Linked DNA regions of Mus musculus: all the other regions are linked to region 1. The links are chromatin contacts, called in public Micro-C and promoter capture Hi-C maps. All regions are on one chromosome and are shown on one strand. The core of a region is the stretch at or near the end of the contact, and the rest is flanking DNA. Distances in the headings are between cores, read along the strand shown. Region 1 holds the start of Myo1d (myosin ID). Region 2 holds the start of Psmd11 (proteasome (prosome, macropain) 26S subunit, non-ATPase, 11). Region 3 holds the start of Cdk5r1 (cyclin-dependent kinase 5, regulatory subunit 1 (p35)). Region 4 holds the start of Rhbdl3 (rhomboid like 3).

Region 1 (2,975 bases), core at 171-2,670:
CACTGTAGCTGTACAGATGGTTGTGAACCTTCATGTGGTTGTTGGGAATTGAATTTTTAGGACTTCTGCTCGCTCCAGTCAACACTGCTCACTCTGGTAGGCCTCACTTGCTCAGTCCCTGCTCTCTCCAGCCCAAAGATTCATTCATTATTATTCATAAGTACACTATAGCTGATTTCAGATGCACCAGAAGAGGGTGTCAGATCTCATTATGGGTGGTTGTGAGCCACCACGTTGTTGCTGGGATTTGAACTCAGGACCTTGGGAAGAGTAGTCAGTGCTCTTACCCGCTGAGCCATCTCACCAGCCCCTGAAAGAAAAGTTTAAAAAAAAAATATTTATTCACCTTTATTTTATGTGACTGTGTGAGTCCCTGCATGTATATATGTTCCTGCCTGGTACCCTCAGAGGTATGAAGAGGGTGTCTCATCTCCTTGAACTGGAGTTACAGGCAAAGCTATTGTTGTGGATGCTGGGAAATTAACTCTGGTCCTCTGTAAGAACAGCAAGTGCTTTTAGCCACTGAGCCATCTCTCCAGCAACACCCCTCCCCCCAACAAAAACCATTTTAAGAACACCCAGTGTGTCTTGAAATTGGAGATCATAACTCATTACAATCTATGGAACTAATTTCATGGATTTCTTATTTATAATACAAACTACTACTATAAGCTTCTTGGAATGTGTAGAGAGTGGAGGTGGGGGATATAAAAAAAAAGTTTAGGACATGGTCCTCTATGCTAGAAGCTGCAATCATCCCGAGGAGATGATTCATACATTTTTTAAAAAATTACTAGTATAAGGTACTAGTCTGATGACATGCTCACATGAGTGGAAAAAAATGGACCACTGGAAATGAAGAGTAAGCCATGTGGCTGAATGCTGGGGTTCGTAAATCAGATGACCTCCACGAAGTCGCAGCTCCTCCACTTCCTAGCAGTGTGACAAGTTACTTAAGTTTGCTAAAGCACTTAGAACAGCTCTAAACATTTCGGTGACCTGGAAGTATTCTCTACCATTGCCATAACTATTCAGCCACCATTTCAAGGATGGATGGCACATGAGCACAGAAGAATGTGAGGGAATCATAATGGATAATTCGCGCCAAAGCCGCTCAAGTTATAAGTTTGTAAATTTGTAAGTTTGTTGGCATCTACTAGGCAGGGGTTGAAGAAGGCAACAAGGCCTATTCTACCCAGAGTCAGGTCCACACGGCTCCCCGCCACGCTAGATGCCCGTGCCTGTCTTTAGGGGGCGCTGCCGCTTAGCCGCCGCGGCTGGCCCAGAGCGCGTCCCCGCCCCACGCGTGCGCGCCGCCCAGGTGAGGAGGCGGCTGGGCCGGGGTTGGGCGGGCTCATCGGCGGGGCGGAGCCCGAGCGGCCGGGGCGGGGCGGGGCGGGGCCCAGCGGGACCCAGGCTAGAGGCGGGACCAGCCGCCGCCGTCTCCGTCTCGCCACCACGGCCCCCACACAACCCGCAGCCACCGCGGGAGGAGCGGAAGCCGCCGGCCTCGCCCGTTCAGAGCCGCGCCGGCTGGAGCTCTGAGGAGTGGCGGCCGTCTCTCTCGCTCTCTCTCTCTCTCCGGCCCGACCCCGCCCAAAGGTGCCGAGCACCCCCGCCCCAACCCGAGCGCTCCCACCTGAGCCGGCGCCATGGCGGAGCAGGAGAGCCTTGAGTTCGGCAAGGCGGACTTCGTGCTGATGGACACCGTCTCCATGCCCGAGTTCATGGCCAACCTTAGGCTCAGGTGAGCGCGTCTCGACAGCCATGCCGGGGTTTCCCGAGAGGGGGCGCTGCTGAGGATTCGGGGTGACCGGGGCGAGCAGCTCCCGCGAGTGAGTGCGGCGGGGTGACAGGGGGTCCGCGGCGCTGGGTGGTCACGCCTCCCAGAGAGAGGACTCTTCCTTGGTGCGGCCTTGGGACTCCAGGGTGTGATGAGGTCTAGGACTGCACTTTAGGGGTCTGGGGTCGTCCCTGTGTGGTGTCTTGATTAGGGGCATGCTGGGCTTGAGGTCGCTTAGGGGTGCACCAGCCCGCCCTGAGCCAGGTAAATGATGTGGGCGGGACCGGGTGACTTAATGGAACAAAAGTAAGGGAAAAGAAAAACTTAGGAGCGGCGTGATGGCCCTGGCAGCCCCAGGAAAACTGGAAGGTTGTTTTAAAAGAGCCTGGCATCTATCTCCTGCTTTCACGCTCGATTTTCTTTTCTCGTTTCTTTCCTTCCTCTTCTTCTTCTTCTTTTTTTTTTCTCTTTTCTTTCTTTCTGGCGTGGTTCCATCCTACCATTCAGGATGCTATGGAGTGAACCCTAAGCTGTCTGTTCCGGGACACGGGCTATTTTTTAGTTACTCATTCGACGTAATTAGACCCGTTTCCAGACATCGAAGAGACTGCTGTACTTGCCAGTGCCAAGATAAACTGTCTGAATTTGACAAGGCGTCCATGGTTTCAGTTTTTTCAAGGAGTTATGTATGGATGGAGCCTTTGTGTTACTGACATCTTTGAGAATTTAGTTACAACACAATGCCCCAAAATGGGCTTCCAAGAGGAACTTATTTTAGAAAGTCTTCTATACGTAATTATTTCATTTTCAAACAGTAATATGTAATCTGAGTATTAAAGTGTTTTGACTTTAAAAAAAAACTGAAACGGAGTTTCAGCTTGAAGCGTGTGCTTACTTGTTTATTTGTTTGTTTGTGTTTTCCCGGAAGCTTTGCTCTGTCTGTTACTTGTAAACTTTATAGCCAAATATCACTTTTTAAACTTAAACCTGAAAATCATAATTAGGTTTGGATATTTACCTCAATTTTACTGTCAACTACAATTCTGTAATTTTTAAAAAAACCTGTTTTAATTTTTAAATTAACAAAACAAATAATTTCATATGTTCTGTTCTGCAATATGGCTAGGGTGAACTTGAACTTTTGCTCCACCTACCTTTACTTCCTGCTGGGAGTACAGGTATGCACTGCTGC
Region 2 (3,123 bases), core at 20-2,519, 350 kb after region 1:
TCACGCCGGGCGGGCATAGTGGCACACGCCTTTAACGCCAGCACTTGGGAGGCAGAGACAGGCGGATTTCTGAGTTCAAGGCCAGCCTGGTCTACAAAGTAAGTTTCAGGACAGCCAGGGCTACATGGAGAAAATCTGTCTCAAAAAACCAAAAAAAAAAAAAAAAAAAAAAACCTCACATTACCACAGGAGGAAGCTCATTCTCTAACTGAACCCTTAAGGAATGAATATTAAAAGGCCTTCTCTGCCATCAACCACTTATTTCTATTTACACCTGAATCCCAGTAGAAAGCGACCGGCTGGAGGTTCCTACTTCAACTTTCCTGTTGCCCTACGGTTTAAGACAATCACGCTATGGTATTAAAATTTTTCTTTTTCTCCAGCAATGTGCGGCCCGCCGGTCCCAAAAAGTTCCCTGAACGACAGCCTCTCAGAACTCAGAACTAAACTTCAACCCCTACTGGGAAAAATGAGTCACCTCCTCTGTCCCGGCGGTCCCACTCGGACGACACTTCAGCTCACAAGCTACACCGGTCAAATACCAATCTTAAGCGTGTGGCACCCCTCAACTTCCCACACCCAGAAAGTGGCCCTCTGCTGCCGGCGGCTGCGGCTGAGGGCTGGCTGTAAGCGACAGCTCCCAGCGTCCCGGAAGAAAACTCCAAGAGAAGCGCTCGCGCTCCCACCCGGAGCAACCTGTGCTGATAACAACGGCGGGAAATGTCAGTCCTGCGCGGCAGTCGCCCGGACCTCTCAACAACACACTCTCCGACCCGTCTGTCCCGGGCCGCCACTCTCAGCCCCCGGCCAGCTCGCGCGGGCCACAATCGGGGACCCTTGAGGGGTAGCGAACCTGGCCCGGCCCGCTCGCCACGCTGCGCTGCGCTGCGCCCACCGTGAGTCAGCAGGCAGCAGGTGGACGGGCCGGCTGCCTAGGGGCTTCCCGCCCGATTGGAAGCCATGGGGCTCCTGGGGTCCCCGAGCGGCCTGCGCCCCCAGCCCGGCCCCCCTCACACACAGTGAGTCAGCAGCACCATAGCCGGCTAGCCCGGCCCCTCTCCGCCGCCTCCGACCCACACAGGCCGCGCCGGGACGGCGGAGCCGCGGGGACGGCGCCAGGCCCTTTACCGATGGAGTGGAGGATGTCGATGGAGGCCTCCCGGTCGGTGCTGAGTAGAGACTGGGCTCTCTGGAACTCCACCACCGCTGCGGCCGCCATCTTACCGCTCTCACACCGTCCCCGGCCGCGGCCGCCGACGCCGGAAACACACACCCGGAAGACCCGCCCTCGCGTTCCTACCAGAAGACCCCGCCTCCCTTCTCCGAGCACCCCGGGAGTTGTAGTCTCTCTGCCCCGTGGGTGGCCCAGGAGCGTCCCGCAAGCGACAAACGAGCTCCCCCATCGCCATCTCGCGGCCATCTGAAGAGACAAACCGAAATTAATCCCCACCACTCCAAAAGAGGCTGAGTACTCAAGGAAAGCTGCTTGGCTGTTTGTATAGTATCCCCGTGTAACCAGTCACTCATAGCGATAGATGATCTTTCAAATTGCCTATTATGTGGCAGGAATAGCACCGTTCAGATTCATTCAGATGTTTTGCAGGGAGGACACATACACACACTCCCTTCCAGGACGGAAGAAATCGCCAATGTAAAAGAACACTGTCTTTCACAAATAGCCATTCCATCATCGGACAGAGCTTCACATTGTGGATTGAAAGTCATCTTTGACCCAATCATTCAATCTAAATAGTTCTTGAGATTCACATTTGACTCATACCAGCTTTCCAGCTCAACAATAGAACAAAATTTTCCTCCCGTATCTCCAATTCCTTCAACTGTAATAGGATATCTGTGAAGATATCAAGGGAAAGGGGAAAAAAGCATGTTTCTTATCACTAAGGATCAACCTAAAGATGTTGCTAAACCTATACAGAGGGAGACCTTCTAAGTTGATGACAATCTGGAAATTAAATAGCTGTGCTGTATAAAAAACTAAGTAGAACCAACATTATACTCCTCTATGACTGGACTAATCAATCTCTATACCTGTCTCCTTTCATTTGTCCAACAATACTCAACAAGAGTCTTTGAAAAAATATTTAATTAATACCTAAGGAAACTGAAGGGAATAAAGTGACTGACAGAACTGAGACCTGGTAGGAAAGACATTCCCACCCTTTGCATTTTCTAATGAAATCTGGGTAATATCCCACCATGCTGGTAACAGAAGTCCTGACTTTGTTGTGTCACGTGAACTAAACTGGCTTCCAAATTCTCCCAACTCTGAAATTCCATGAACTTCGGTGTAATGCTGTGATCATCCCCCCCCCCCCACACACACACACACACACACTCACCCAAGAAGTCATTCCTTCTTTCTCAATCTGATGGAGAGCTAATGAGACTATACTGAATTCATTTGTTGTTGTAGTTTTTAAGTTTTTACTTCTATGTCTGTCTGTCTGTGGGAACTCACATGCCATGGCATGCACATGGAGAAGGGAACTCTTGCAGAAGTCAGTACTCACAATCATGGCCAGCCCAGAGATTGAACTCAGGGACTCATGTTTGGCAGCAAGCACCCTTATCTGTGCCCTCTTCCCTTCTCCTCTCCCAGGTGCTAGAATTAAAGGCACTTCCAGCTTCTGTCTCTTTTTTTTTTTTTTTTTTTTTTTGGTTTTTTGAGACAGGGTTTCTCTGTATAGCCCTGGCTGTCCTGGAACTCACTTTGTAGATCAGGCTGGCCTCGAACTCAGAAATCCGCCTGCCTCTGCCTCCCAAGTGCTGGGATTAAAGGCGTGTGCCACCACAACCAGTCTCCAGCTTCTGTATCTTTTCTTTCTCTCTTTCTTTCTCTCTTTCTTCCTTTCTTTCTTTCTTTCTTTCTTTCTTTTTTGTTGTTGTTTTGTTTTGTTTGTTTGCTTGTTTGTTTGTTTGTTTTTCGAGACAGGGTTTCTCTGTGTAGCCCTGGCTATCCTGGAACTCACTCTGTAGACCAGATGGCCTCGAACTCAGAAATCTGCCTGCCTCTGCCTCCCGAGTGCTGGGATTAAAGGCGTGTGCCACCACACCCGGCCTCTGTATCTTTTCTTAACCAATTCAATTGTATCATCATCCTGA
Region 3 (2,772 bases), core at 143-2,642, 300 kb after region 1:
GAGGAGTCGCTTCTTGTCCTCCTGACCGCTCTCATTCTTCAAGTCAGAGAACACTTGTGTGAAATAGTGTGGGTCGGCATTGATCTGCAGCATCTTGGAGCTCATGAGGTTGATAACTGAGAGGCAACGGTCCCAAAAGGCTTCCTTACAGCTCTCTACCAGGAAGGGCTTGAGCGGGTAGGAGATCTCATTGCCCATGTAGGAATAGGAGAGGTACAGACAGGTCAGCAGGACAGCCTGGAGCTCATGGTCGGAGCCCACCTCAGAGGAGATGACATCCCTGCAGAGCATGTAGAGGAAGACCACATTGGCCGGTGTGATGAAACCCTGGTCCTGCCAGCCCTGCAGAAGCAGGGAGCGGTCCACGCTGCGCAGCCAGAGCACGGGGTCCGTTGGGGACAAGTGCTTCAGGCGGTAGCACCGGCGGCAGAGAAACTCACCCAGGCAGCGCAGCAGCTCACTAGTGGACGCCTGGACGATGACCCGTTTGGGTGTCCCTGCAGAGGTGATGGCAGGGTGCGGGGCCTTCTTGACAGAAGAGGAGACCCCAGTCTGGGAGCCAGAAAGCTGGCTGGCTGGGGGTGCGGGCGGCTGAGCCGGCGGGGGCTGGGCGAATGTGGACAGGTTGGCACAGGACAGCGACTTCTTCAGGTTCTCATTGTTGAGATGCGCGATGTTGCTCTGGTAGCTGCTGTTGGGCTGCGCCTTCTTGGAGTTCTTCTTCTTCGCTGACACCGCCACGATCCTCTTCCAAGGCAGCACCGAGATGATGGAGTGCCGCTTCAGGTTCTTGTCCTTGGCGTTCTTGCTGTTCTGCACGGCCGTGTAGTGGCCCACGGTGGCCGCGCCATCCTCAAACAGTGTGGCCTTCCGATAGCTGGGGGATAGGGACAGCACCGTGCCCATGGTGCCACTGCGCGCCCGGCAGGGGCCGGCACCCCCGCGCGCCCAGCCTGCCGGCTGGAGGGGGGTAAAGGCTTACCGAGCCTGTAGCGGCCGCAGAGAGAAAGGAGGCGCTCCCGGGACACGACGCGTTTAGTCCTGCGGATCTGCGTGGAAAACAAGATGGTTCTCAGCCCCGGGCGGGGCTCCACGCCGCGCCCCTCCGCTCGCACTTCCGAGGCCCGAACCCCCGGGCTGCGGCCCCGTCGAGCCCCAGCCTGTGCTTCCACTGCGGCACCGGTCAAAGAGCCGCAGTGGCCTCCGCAGCAGGAATCCAACCAGGCCGCGCACACGGCCCCGGTCCGCGCAGGCTTACCCGCAGTCAGGCAGGCTCCCGCGGCAGGCGCAGCCGCTGCGTCCCAGGCCCTCCGCAATGCGCGCCGCGGCCCGGGTGCTCGACTCGGCGCGGCGGCGGCTCCCTGCTTCTGTCCAAGGTTCTGCAGACGCCGCGGCCCCGCCCCCGCCCGGCCCCCGCCTGCGTCTCCGCCGCGAGCCCGCCGGCCCCGCCCCGCCCCGCCCCGGCGCGCGCCTTGCAAGCCGCCTCTCCGGATCGCGCGCGCGGTCCACACGCCCGCTCGGTCTCGCCGCCAGGTCGCCGCCACTCGCGTCCCTCAGCGCGAGCGGCGCACGGTGGCGCCTCTAGTGGGCGCGCCCATTACGGGACACGGCGCGGGCGGCGGGAACGCGCGAAGCCGGGTCTCCACCTGGAAGGTGCCTGCGCCGCGCGCGGAGCCCGGCCTCGTGAGCTCCGGCGCCGCGCAGCGGAGCTCTCCAGGCGGGAGGGCGGGCGGGAGGGCGAGGGGGCGGGCGGGGCGGAGGGCGGGCCCCGCCCAGACACGTGCTGCCTTTGTTCCCGCCGCGGCCCCCTTGGCAGAGGCTGCGGGCGGTGCGGAGAGCTGGCCCGGGCGCTGGAGAAAGGAAGAGCCGCAATCAGCATCAGCGTAAAAGCCCGGCACCCATTAAGACTCTAGGAAAGCCAGGCCAGAAGGATGAGGGCGGCCTAGAGATCCTATCACGGAGGCTGTCAAAATTGAAGCTGCTGCGCCTTTAGGCCAGTTTCTTATTTGCCCATTTTAAAACTTGATGACAGTAAAATTGCAAGAAAATCTGGTTCTGACTACCGACACATAGTTCACAATCAGCCTCCATGTCCTTCACAAAGGCCACTGCCGAATTACAAGTCATTCATTCTGGACTGGTTCTGGAGACCCAAATTGTCAAATAAGCCAACCTGTATCTTAACTCAGACTCCCAACTCCGAACCTGAGAGAATTCCTGAAAACACCCAAAACAAGAATCTTGTTGAGGTCATTAGGCTTAAGTACTTCCAGGTTAGGGACCAGGGTGACCAGAGAGGTAAGTGCCCTGCCCTGTTACCACCCCACCCCACCCCCCAAAAAAAGTTTTTCCAGGACCTTACCAAGCACACAGGATGGCTAGCTTCGCTGTGGCCCCTTCCTAACAATGTTTCTCATAGAACAGAGTGGTACCTGCTATTACTAGAACACAGCACCTGACACTGGGTAACCTATAAACGAAATAATGAAGTGTTAGCTCACAGCTCTGGAGTATGGTCCAGAGCCAGTAGTAGGACGTGCTGTGGTGAGGATGGAGACTTCAACTCAAACCGGGAAGGGGGAGAGTAAATAATTACATTGGGGGACGGGGAATGAAGGCCAGTGTCACACTGGCTTTCTAACAACTCTGCTCAAAATTAATCCATGACTTGGAACCTTTCCTTGAGACACAGGCCGCCAGCACCTTGCCATCCTCCTGCTTCAATGTTCAGTTAGGATTCAGGCATGAGCCACCATACCAGCTCCAACGAAA
Region 4 (3,049 bases), core at 106-2,605, 480 kb after region 1:
CTGTGTGTGTGTGTGTGTGTGTGTGTGTGTGTGTGTGTTCCCCAATATGCTTCCAAGACTGAGTGCAAGTACTGAATACAGAAGACTCTCTCAGGAGTTAGGGCCAGGACAAAGTGACAGGTTTAGTTACGCAAACCCGAGAGATGTTAGACTCCCGGCCCATTCAGATTTGCTGGCTGTGGTTTCGTAGGCTGGGGTTTCTGGTTTAATTTTACTCTGAAGGAGGGACAGGTCCGAGGCAGGGTGCCGAGAGGGAGTAGTTTCATCAACTCAAGCACCCGGGGCTTTCCAGATCCTGCCTCGCCTCCCAGGACAGCAGACAAGAGATCTAAGCGGCAGATGGCAGGAAAGCCCTCTGGAGTAACCCCTCCCTACCCTGCCCCAGGGGACCGTTCCTGGCACCGAGGTGGTCAGGGACTCCTGAGCCCCCTGCTGGGAGCATTTCGACCCAGCTAGCTCTGGCTGGGTTCAGGGACTGAGATCAGTTTGAATTTCAATCAGTGTCGCGACCGGACTGACGCCGGCGGGAGCTAATCTGGCAGCCGAGAAGGGGTCTCCAGAGCGGTCTGCGCTGATCAGAGACTGGGCATCTGCGGCGCCGGTTCCTTCCCCGGGCTTGCAGAGTCCGCAGGTCGCTGAGGGGAGGGGAGGGGAAGTCACTACAGTGACGCGGCCGCCTCTGCAGGAAAACGCCGTGTCCCGGGCACTGCACCAGCCGCGGGGAGGGGGCTCGGCAGCCGACAGGTTCCCGGCGCAGTGGCCCGGGCTGTGTCCCGCAGTGAAGCCGCGGGAACCCGAGCGGGGTGGGGAGCGCGCGCTTGCATTTGGGGGAGACCTATCTCTCCTACCCTCGGGGACCCCCGACTCATCCCGGACGCTCCGGTGACATAACCTTGAAGCCTCTAAGTTGTCTGCGGGGTAGGGAGCTGAGGCAGTGGCGTCTCCCCGCGTGGCGCCCCCCAGAAAGTTTGAGGGACACAGGAGGGGGCACTCACGTCTTCTGGCGCGGCGGGCAGTCGCTCCTCGGCCTCGGGCTCCAGCTCCTCGATGCGCTCAGCCTCCGCGCAGGCGGCCACTGCGGGGCCGGGGCTGGGGTGCTCGCCCATGGCCCAGACTGCGGCGCTCGTCCCGGGGCGCCGGGCTAACTTTGCGCCGCCGCGGCCGTGCTGCTCCAGGAGCTAGCTGCGCCCCTCGCCGCCTCCGCGCTCGCTCCCATGGTTCTGCTCTCCCCACCGCCCTCACTGCGGCCCCCGCGACCCGGGGCGCTGGGCCCCTAGCCGCCAAACTTCTTGGCCTCTGTCGCGGGCCCGAGGCAGGGCGCCCTTGGGCCAGCCGGGCCCTACCGCTCCCCGCGCTCCTTCCCGCTCCGCGCGGCCCCCGCTCTGCGCGCGAGCCTCCTCCTCCCCACGGACTCCTCCGGGGTGGCGCGCGGCGGGGGCGGGGCTGCTCGCGGGGCCCCCGCCCCCCCAGGCCGCCCGCGGGGAGGGAGGGAGGGAAAGAGGGAGGGCTGGCTGCCGGGAGGCGAGCGACAAGCCGCCGCTCCTCCCGCCCGGAGATGGGGACTGCGTTGCCCTCAGCCTGCTCAGCTCAGCACCGGGTTAACCATCACTTGGAAGCAGCAGATTGTGTGACGGAGGCAGAAGCGAGGTTCTCACGAAGTTGGCCATGTCAGGGTTAAATAGGACTGAATTGAGAGTGAGATGTGAAAATTGGATTCCACCAGCCACCCTTAAGACCTCTCTCTGTTCGCTGTGGTCTTGGATTCTGGGAGGTCTGGGAAAGCCTAGAGATGAGAGAAAGGTCAGGTGGTTTGGGACCCTAAATCCTAACCTTTGCCCTACCTCTCCATCTAGAGCTGTATGCTATCTTCAGGTTTCTCGACCATGTTAAATCCAGGAAAGTAGTGCCCTGCCAGACAGGAGCGGAGGGGTGGAGTGCCGGGGAGGGATTGCGGGGTGGGGGGAGAGCTGGCCGGGGGTGGGGGTGGGGGTGGTGGGGAACAAAAACAAAAAACTAAAACTAAAAACCAGGAATGAAGTTAGCAAAGTACTAAAGGATGTTTAAAGAAGAAAAATGGGAGACAGAGTACCTGTGGGAAAAGCGATCTTCCCACCTAACTATAATTTGTGCCAGTGCCCGGGCTGGGGTAGATGCTCCTCAAGGGAGGCTCAGGGGCTCAGTCCTGGTTCAGCCGCCCCTCCCCCTCCCACACTCCCCACACCCACACACACCCCCACCCCCGCTCCTCCGGCAGCCTACATACAGAACCAAAGCCCTTCAACCTCTCCGCATCATCATTACCCCTCTCGACGTCCAAAGGATTATTATTATTATCAGAAGTTGCAATTAACACCTTCATTTTCATAACGCAAATGTAACCACATCGTGCAAACCCAGGATCCAACCTGTGACCATCTCGCCCAGCACTGACTACTCCTCTTAAACCCAGAAGGAAATCAGTTCCATCCTAATTAGGTGAGTTTGCAACAGACACCAATTTTCATCTCGGTTTCAGAAAGTGTGATCATTCCAACTATTTTTGTTTCTTGCCACCCCTCCCCCATCTCTACTCTACTAACAAGTCAAGATCCTGCCAAGATTTCCTTGTAAATAAAACTGTCTGCATGGGGGTGTGATTTTTTTGAAAACTGCCTTCAGGGGACAGAAGAGAGGCTGAATTCTTTCTGATAAAAAAGCCTATTAGGATAAGCAACTGCTGGGGCCCTGAGGGCCAGGGACCCTGTCTCTACCTCCCCTGCTACCGTTGGCTGGACATAACATGAGCAGTGCTGGCTCTGTTACATTCAGACCTTTGGGAAAGAGCTGGTTCTGAAAGCCTGGTTACAGGGGGATTGGAAAGAGACAGGTGCGTGGAAGAGAAGGCCACTCTGCAGAGATGTCCAGCATCCACTGACACACCCCCCTCCCCCCCAGCTAGTCCTCACAAGCTTTCTCTTCTCTAGCCCAGGGACAGCTCTTAGCAACAGATCCAACTCAGTCACCCCCTCATGGGGAAGTTACCTTCCCATTGCTGAACATTTGTTGAGCT

The links. Promoter capture Hi-C pulls out the DNA fragments that hold promoters and counts their contacts. A called contact is a pair of places that touch in the nucleus more often than the background predicts. Capture Hi-C pulls out chosen DNA fragments and counts their contacts.
Region 2: a promoter capture Hi-C map of liver shows a contact between it and region 1. The contact joins the promoter of Psmd11 here to the promoter of Myo1d in region 1. A contact is called at or near these places in 12 of 39 promoter capture datasets (the 3T3-L1 cell line, 3T3-L1-derived adipocytes, the C10 cell line and 6 more), 1 of 15 datasets of contacts at CTCF or cohesin (large pre-B cells), 9 of 484 Hi-C or Micro-C datasets (the HL-1 cell line, embryonic fibroblasts, embryonic stem cells and 3 more), 1 of 115 datasets of contacts at active chromatin or transcription factors (pancreatic cancer cells) and 2 of 9 other capture datasets (adipose tissue and liver).
Region 3: a contact with region 1 is called in a Micro-C map of embryonic stem cells, with 5 times the contacts expected there. The contact joins the promoter of Cdk5r1 here to the promoter of Myo1d in region 1. A contact is called at or near these places in 14 of 39 promoter capture datasets (the 3T3-L1 cell line, the C10 cell line, the SN4741 cell line and 7 more), 16 of 484 Hi-C or Micro-C datasets (CD4 T cells, LSK cells, Sertoli cells and 10 more), 4 of 115 datasets of contacts at active chromatin or transcription factors (SST interneurons, embryonic stem cells and large pre-B cells) and 2 of 9 other capture datasets (embryonic stem cells and macrophages).
Region 4: a contact with region 1 is called in a promoter capture Hi-C map of stem cell-derived epiblast-like cells, with 2.5 times the contacts expected there. The contact joins the promoter of Rhbdl3 here to the promoter of Myo1d in region 1. A contact is called at or near these places in 1 of 39 promoter capture datasets (stem cell-derived epiblast-like cells) and 1 of 484 Hi-C or Micro-C datasets (embryonic stem cells).

The regions. Positions count from the first base shown.
Region 1 is chr11:80,778,470-80,781,444 of GRCm38.p6, reverse strand. It overlaps Myo1d (myosin ID), which reads left to right and starts at 1,420. Exons shown (of 22, transcript NM_177390.3): 1 at 1,420-1,747. The coding sequence starts at 1,653.
Region 2 is chr11:80,426,761-80,429,883 of GRCm38.p6, reverse strand. Psmd11 (proteasome (prosome, macropain) 26S subunit, non-ATPase, 11) reads right to left here and starts at 1,269. Exons shown (of 14, transcript NM_178616.3): 1 at 1,129-1,269. The coding sequence starts at 1,219.
Region 3 is chr11:80,475,643-80,478,414 of GRCm38.p6, reverse strand. It overlaps Cdk5r1 (cyclin-dependent kinase 5, regulatory subunit 1 (p35)), which reads right to left and starts at 1,392. Exons shown (of 1, transcript NM_009871.3): 1 at 1-1,392. The coding sequence starts at 906.
Region 4 is chr11:80,299,218-80,302,266 of GRCm38.p6, reverse strand. It overlaps Rhbdl3 (rhomboid like 3), which reads right to left and starts at 1,355. Exons shown (of 9, transcript NM_139228.3): 1 at 996-1,355. The coding sequence starts at 1,106.